2 separate regions of the Hordeum vulgare genome follow, and region 2 is linked to region 1. The links are chromatin contacts, called in public Hi-C maps. All regions are on one chromosome and are shown on one strand. Each heading gives the region's core, a stretch centred on a gene start, on an enhancer-like site or on the middle of the called end of the contact. The rest is flanking DNA. Distances are from core to core; before and after follow the strand shown. Region 1 holds the start of LOC123424719 (CBL-interacting protein kinase 2-like). Region 2 has its middle 17 kb from the start of TRNAS-UGA.

The links. A called contact is a pair of places that touch in the nucleus more often than the background predicts.
Region 2: a Hi-C map of leaf shows a contact between it and region 1, with 2.4 times the contacts expected there. The contact joins the enhancer-like site here to the promoter of LOC123424719 in region 1. A contact is called at or near these places in 3 of 6 Hi-C or Micro-C datasets (leaf and seedling).

What each region holds. Positions count from the first base shown.
Region 1 is chr2H:40,811,983-40,815,404 of MorexV3_pseudomolecules_assembly, forward strand. LOC123424719 (CBL-interacting protein kinase 2-like) reads left to right here and starts at 1,681. Exons shown (of 2, transcript XM_045108389.1): 1 at 1,681-2,023; 2 at 2,530-3,422. The coding sequence starts at 2,865.
Region 2 is chr2H:41,013,125-41,016,546 of MorexV3_pseudomolecules_assembly, forward strand. No RefSeq gene overlaps it. Among protein-coding and RNA genes, the nearest start is that of TRNAS-UGA, 17 kb to the right of the region's middle. Within about 2 kb of position 1,872, at least 3 of the 3 cell types and tissues checked have open chromatin away from gene starts, as enhancers often do. A contact at or near this core is called in leaf and seedling, where this site is marked.

The DNA of each region.
Region 1 (3,422 bases), core at 431-2,930:
GGCGTTCGCTTCCGCGCGCGCCAGACTCGAGCGCTCGCGCGAAAGTCTCTCCTCTCGTGTCCTCTTCCTCCTACGCACCGCGCGCGCCGTCGCCGGCGCCCTGCCACCGCATCCATGGACGCACACACCGCCACCCCGTTGTACAGCCCCCCCTCCCGCCGCAGCCGTCGAAAACCCTAGCGCGGGGAGCGTTGGCGTCGCCACCGCCGGCCTCGCGCGAGCTTCTTTTTGCCGCCGCGGACCACGGCGACGGGTGGCGTCGCGCCGGCGCTGTCCCGTGCCGCCGCCGCACCGTCGAAGCTCCTCAATGCGGCACGGCCGAAGAAGGGAAAAACTTCCGAGAAGAAGAACAAGGCGGCGGACGGCTCCGGTAGCTCGAAGGGAAAGAAGCTTGCAGGGTGGCGGTGGCCTCGGCGCCATGGGAGGCATGGGTGGTTTTGGAGCCATGGGATGCATGGGCGCACCTCCGGCCGCCATGGGAGGCATGGGTGGCTTTGGAGCACCCTCCGACGCTATGGCCGCCATGGGAGGCATGAGTTTTGCTTCTCTCATGGGAGACATGGGTGCACCTCCGCCCATGGGTGGAAGGTCTTTCGATGTGCCTCCTCAGACACATTCCCATGAAGATGCCGTTGAAGATCTTGCCAACACCGTCGGAGCTTCACGTGATGCGGTGCGTGATGAGGTTAGGGAGGAAGATTCATCCACGGAGGCGGAAGAATCGTCTTCGGAAGATGAGGACGAAGACGAGGAAGATGATGAGTGATGTGTCTTTCATTTATATGTCTTGAACTTTAGTTTGCATTTTGAACTTGGTTGGATGAACTTGTGGGCATGAACTTTTATACATCAACTTGTTTGTGTCAAATTCACATGTTCATTGCATTTTTACGCGCGCTGCTGGAGCGACGCGCGTTGTGCATTTTAACGCTGCTGCTGGAGCCAGCGCTGCACGACGCGACAAACCAGCCGAAGCGCGCGGCTGTTGGAGATGCTCTAACGCGCGACGGGCCGTACGACCCGGTGCATGTTAGCCATGGCATCATCGTGACCTCAGGCACGGCGCCGATCGGACGGTGCAGCAGGGCTGCGCGTCGGGCCGTGGCGCTTCTGCATGCGGTGAACGCCCACGCTGTACATTGCAACTCTTTGCTCCTCTTGCCGGCGAAATCTTAAAGTAGTAATTACCTTGGATGATACTACTGCTAGATTATAGTGTTTCCCGTTGTTTCAAAGCTGGCAGATCGCCATCCACGATCTGCGCCGTTGATGCTTTCCCTATATGCTCCAAAATCTAGTAATTTACAGCGGCGGGTGAAAAAAGATCTTCCTATGTGCTATGACCCTACGATTAATCGATTATGGAGCGCCATGATTCGCCCAAAACACGAGCGCCAGGCACGGGAACCACGCATGCATGCCTACCAAACCCGGTCCGGTAGGCCGAACGGACGGCGGAGGGCGGCCCTGGGAGGGTGCACCGCAACGGGCCGATCTAATTTCGTCCGTCCGTCCGTCCGTCCGTCGCGGCAGAGAGAGAGACGACAGGCCAGCGCATTATTGGTGGGCCCCGCCGCGGCGTAATTTTACCGGCCCACAGCGGCGCGCGGTGGGTGGGCGGTGAGGGTCGGGAGAGGGAGGAATATCTCTCTGCGAGAATGGATCCATCCCTAGCGGGTGCCGGGAGGGGGGGTTTGGCCCGGCCGCCCCCGCCGCGTATAAAACGGAGCCGCCTCTCAAGCTTAACCTTTCGCTGCACAACGCACTCCCTCGCACCTCACCACGCCGGCCTCTAGAAAAAGAAACAGAAACAGAAACAGACCTCCCAACCCAACCCCGAGCCGCAAATCTGCTGCAACGCAACCACTCCCCCGCCGCCCTCCTCCCTTCCGTACCCCGCCGCCCTCCTCCTCCTCGCGACTACTCATCTCGCCAGGGCTGCTTCTTGGCGGAGCGGTGGATCCGACCCACCGCCGCGCTGCTGCGGGCTCCGTTCGCGTCCGTCGCCAGCCGCCGGGATCTGGTACGGACTCGCTCGCTTCTCCCCGTTCCTGCCTCTCGATTCATGTGTATGTGTATGTGTATGTGTATGTGCGCCAACTCTGATGATGTCCAGAGACGGCTCGGCTATTCAGGAGTAGCACGGATTAATAGGGATGCTAGTTTTCCTTTCTCAGTTCGTGTCGATTGCACCGCCTGTCTCCCTGGTCACACGCGCGTTTCCCGGCGCTGCCGCTTCATTTTCGGCGGCTGAGCGATAGCTTTAGGCTCCGCGGTAGTGCGTCCACAGAGAGAGAGAGATCGAGGTCGATCGACTTGCCATGGAAAGTTAGATTTCGTTCGTTTCTGACCATCTTCCGTAAGAGGAACGTACGCATATGCTTTTGTCCGTGTACGTGCAAGAGATCTATTTTTCCTCTTCTGCGTAGACATATGCGTTCTAATTACTAGCTTCCAATTTGGATTTGCCTTTCACCGCAGAAATCCGCGTGCCTGACGTTGTGCTTTTTTTTATCTTGTGATTCGCAGCATCTTGATTTCTACAAGGAGGAACCATCTTAGGGAATGCAGAGAGATGTGTTTGCATGCTAGAGAGCTACCTTGCGAGGGAATCGGCAGGGTAGCCGCCCCACTTTCTGCTTTGATTGACCTTGATGACACCGCCTCGCAGCACCACACAGCGCACCTCTTCTTCCATGTGCTTCTGCACAATGGGGTTCGACGTGGCATCTCAACCATCATCTTAGATTACCACCTCGGAGGGGACGGTTGAGGCCATCCAGCGCCCGCAGGTTCCCTTGCAAGCTCCCGGGATCGCTGCTGCTTTTTTCTGTGTACGTCTGCCTGCCTGCCTGCCTGCCATCATGGGGGAGCAGAAGGGGAATATTCTGATGCACAAGTACGAGATGGGGAAGATGCTCGGGCAGGGGACCTTTGCCAAGGTCTACCATGCCCGCAACATCGAGACCTCGCAGAGCGTCGCCATCAAGGTGACCGACAAGGAGAAGGTTCTGAAGGGCGGGCTCACGGACCAGATCAAGCGCGAGATCTCTGTGATGAAGCTGGTCAAGCACCCTAACATTGTTCAGATGTATGAGGTCATGGCGACCAAAACCAAGATTTACTTTGTGTTGGAGCATGTCAAGGGCGGTGAGCTGTTTAACAAGGTTCAGAGAGGAAGGCTCAAGGAAGATGCTGCAAGGAAGTACTTCCAGCAGCTGATCTGCGCAGTTGACTTTTGTCACAGCAGGGGCGTCTATCACCGTGATTTGAAGCCCGAGAACCTTCTTCTTGATGAGAACAGCAACCTGAAAGTTTCAGATTTTGGTCTGAGCACCATTTCTGAATGCAGAAGGCTTGACGGGCTGCTCCACACATCCTGCGGCACGCCTGCTTATGTTGCTCCTGAAGTAATCAATAGG
Region 2 (3,422 bases), core at 622-3,121, 200 kb after region 1:
GCATTCATTTCAGTGTTCCCGCACCCACACCATCAACTGAGGGCGCTGACCTCATACTCCTCCGTTGCTAAATATAAGTTTTTCTAGAGGTTTTACTAGTGTATTACATACGAATGTATATAGACATATTTTGAAGTATAGATTCAGTCATTTTGTTCCGTATATAGACCCTAGTAAAATCGTTTAAAAGACTTATATTTAGGAACGGAGGGAGTACATTTTAATAACACATCAAACCAATCAAAGTAAATGCGTACAAGCACGTCCAGATTTTATACAAATATATGACGATGTTCATTGCATTTTGAATATTCAGAATAAAAAATCCGCGCATAAATCTTTTCTACGGCGACGGCGCCTAGAATCCAAGCCCGTGTCATCTTCTATCCGCCATCTTCATGAGCACCAACAATAAGACCGATGTAGAGAATGTGCGGTCTCCGCTAAAAAATAGTAGAACTAGCGAGGTAGATTGGCCCACATGAGACACCAGGTCTTGTCGGCTCCCGTGTCCTACTCATTCATAAAGGAGTCCGTGCCCTGTCCATCGCCGGTGGACGTGTGGTCCACGAGAAAAACCTGACGCCTTGGCTGTCGTCGTCCATCGAGCTTCCAGATGGTTCGTCTATGACCCGTATGAGGTGTAACTTGTGTTATTCTCCTCCGCAACGGCCGCTTCCTGGTGACCAAAGGTTTGAGCGCGGATGACATCATAGATGACAATGTTGCTCCGCGACGAAGTTCAGGTTCGTCGTGGTCATGGCCGCCAAGTCGTCTTGGCTCGCGCGATCGTCGCCGATTTGAACCAACGCGAGCCGATGTTGTTTTAGCGCCCGCTCGAACGGCGACATATGCGTCGGTGCAAGCTGCCCCTCTACCATAACGGCGTCGGTGCAAGCTGCCCCTCTACCATAACGGCGTCGTAGCGTCCCTGCGCCTTTGCGATGGTGTAGCCGCGCGAATGCACAGGAAGCACGGGACGTACGTAGCGACATGTGTGTGTGTAGCAGTGTCAAGTAAAAGATCCGGCTCTTGCTATTTCTAATTGTGGCCAGCGCTGGTTTTTCCATATGCGACCGATGACGCCTCGACGGACGGTAACCACATGCGCTCCACTTAAAAATCTCTCCTGCCGGCCGGCGGCCGTCGCCCGCCGTTGTGTGTCGAGCTGTGGACATGGATATTGGACCAGCCCGTACGAACAGCACCAACGAATCATTCGGATACGGCATACCGAACGTACGCGGTGCGTGCCGGCCGGTGGATCGATGCAATTGCACCCACATTATGCATGCGGGTGCCGTGTGGGGCGCGTGGCCGTGAGCTCACGTCGTGGCTAGCGGTGCATGTGCTGCCCCGGCCTCCTTTCTTTGGCTCTCATAGGTCGACTACGTTGCAGTTTGCCCGGAAGCATCTCCATGATGGACCTCGGAGAAGGGAAACAATTCGGAGAACCATACTGTTCCACGGTAGCAGGAGTACCCAACGCCCAATCACGCCCCGAAAAGGCCGAAACGCGCCCAAGGCTGCTCCACGTCGTCGTCGCCCTCGGTGGCGCGACAGGCGTCCGCCTCAACCGCGCTGTGGATGGACGACACTCCCAAGGATTCGGTGACAAGGGTGGCGGTGTTCTCCTACAGTCCCCGCACCGGCCGGCGCATTTAGCTGACACCCGGACGCCGGAGCGTGGCACTAGAACCACACGTACTACTGCTCCCACAGGGTTCTGCTTTTCGTTGACGTGGATGCATGTACCTGTGGTTTATGGACATTGATAATATATGCTGGGCTGGTGGTCGAGGGACCAGCGTTGGAACGGAAAGGTAGGCTCAAGCTGAGCGGCACTTCTCGTGGCGCAGCTGCATCGATCAATCAATCACTCACTGGTTGGTAGTAGCTACGACTACGAGTACTGGGGAGCACACGCACACGTCGATTGCTTACTGGTCGTGTACGGTCATGCTTCATTCACGGTGGACATCGGCAGACGTGGGACTCCGGAAGGAACACGTACGTAGGCAAATGTCATTCCTATATAATATCGTGCTCCAACCTTTCAATATTGTAAGGTTTTGGTCGGTATCGTTCGACGCACGTTAGGCTTTGGCTTGTTTATTATAGGTGTAACTGTGTGTAGGTTTGTGTTACGTACAGTGAGAGCGACGTATCGATCGGTGACGTCTTTACGGACGACGAGCGGTGCAAAATGGGCTGACACTATTCTGTAAATCTGGCCTCCCACGGGAGCGATGGCTCTTGGTGCTTGGAGAGGTCGCATAAGGTTAGCATGCAAGATATTTTCGTGAGCCTAATGTGACGCATATATACTCATACAGTGTACACAAGGTGCTCCTGGGACTGGCGTGATACGAAGCACGTTCATTTCATCGTTCCCGAGCACCCGCTTATGGTCCACGGTTCTGTTTATCTTGGACTTGGCAGTCATTACCATCAACTAAGAGCATCTCCAACAACCGCGCTAAACTAGCGCAACGTGGCGGATGGCTCCAGCGGACGCATAAAAACGGCGCGCGCGGCATATGCAGTTCAGCGCGCTGGCCGAAACGCAATCGCGCGCCGCTTATTTGCTGCGCTCGCTCACGCGCTCTCGCTCTCTCACTTCCACCCCCCATCCGGCCGCGCCGCCGCCGCCGCTCGCGCCCCCCGGCGACCGTTCAGGCGCTTCCCCGGCCTATCCCCGCGCCACCGCGCTTCCGCCCCACCCCCTCCTAGTCCCGCCGGCCCTCGCGCGCCTCCATCGTCCGAGGAACAGCGCCCGAGCGCTCGCTGCCGCAAGGTGTTCGACAAAACGCCTACAAGGTATGTATTGCTCAAACTTCATGAATTTGGTGCATGTTTTGAATTGTAGTTTTTATAGTATAGTATTGAACATTGTAGATGAGTTCGTTGTATGATTCTTCCGAAGAAGAATTTAATATGGAAGAGGAGGAGGATCTTGCAATGATCATAGCTATGCATATCAAGAAAAACCGAAGCACGGTGGTTCGGTTATGGGTCGGGAGAAAAAATTGAAGAGATAGGATTGATGCCCATAACAGATTGATGAAGAACTATTTCGTGGAGAATCCCACATACCCGGAGTCGTATTTTCGTCGCCTGTTTAGGATGAGCACCGACTTGTTCAGGCGCATTGCAGAGAAACTAGCGAGCCATGACCGGTTTTTCCAGCAAAGGAGGAATGCCGCCGAAGAGCTCGGGCATAGCACCTTTCTGAAGGTGACAACCGCTTTGCGTATGTTGGCATACGGTATCCCGACTGATCTAGTTGATGATCACTTGGCTATGGGTGAGAGCCAAGCCATCATGTGTGTCAAGCGCTTTGCAGTGGGAATTGTGCAAGTGTTTGACGAGGAGTATTTGAGATCTCCCACTACTGAAGACGCCGCAAGGCTATTGGCGAT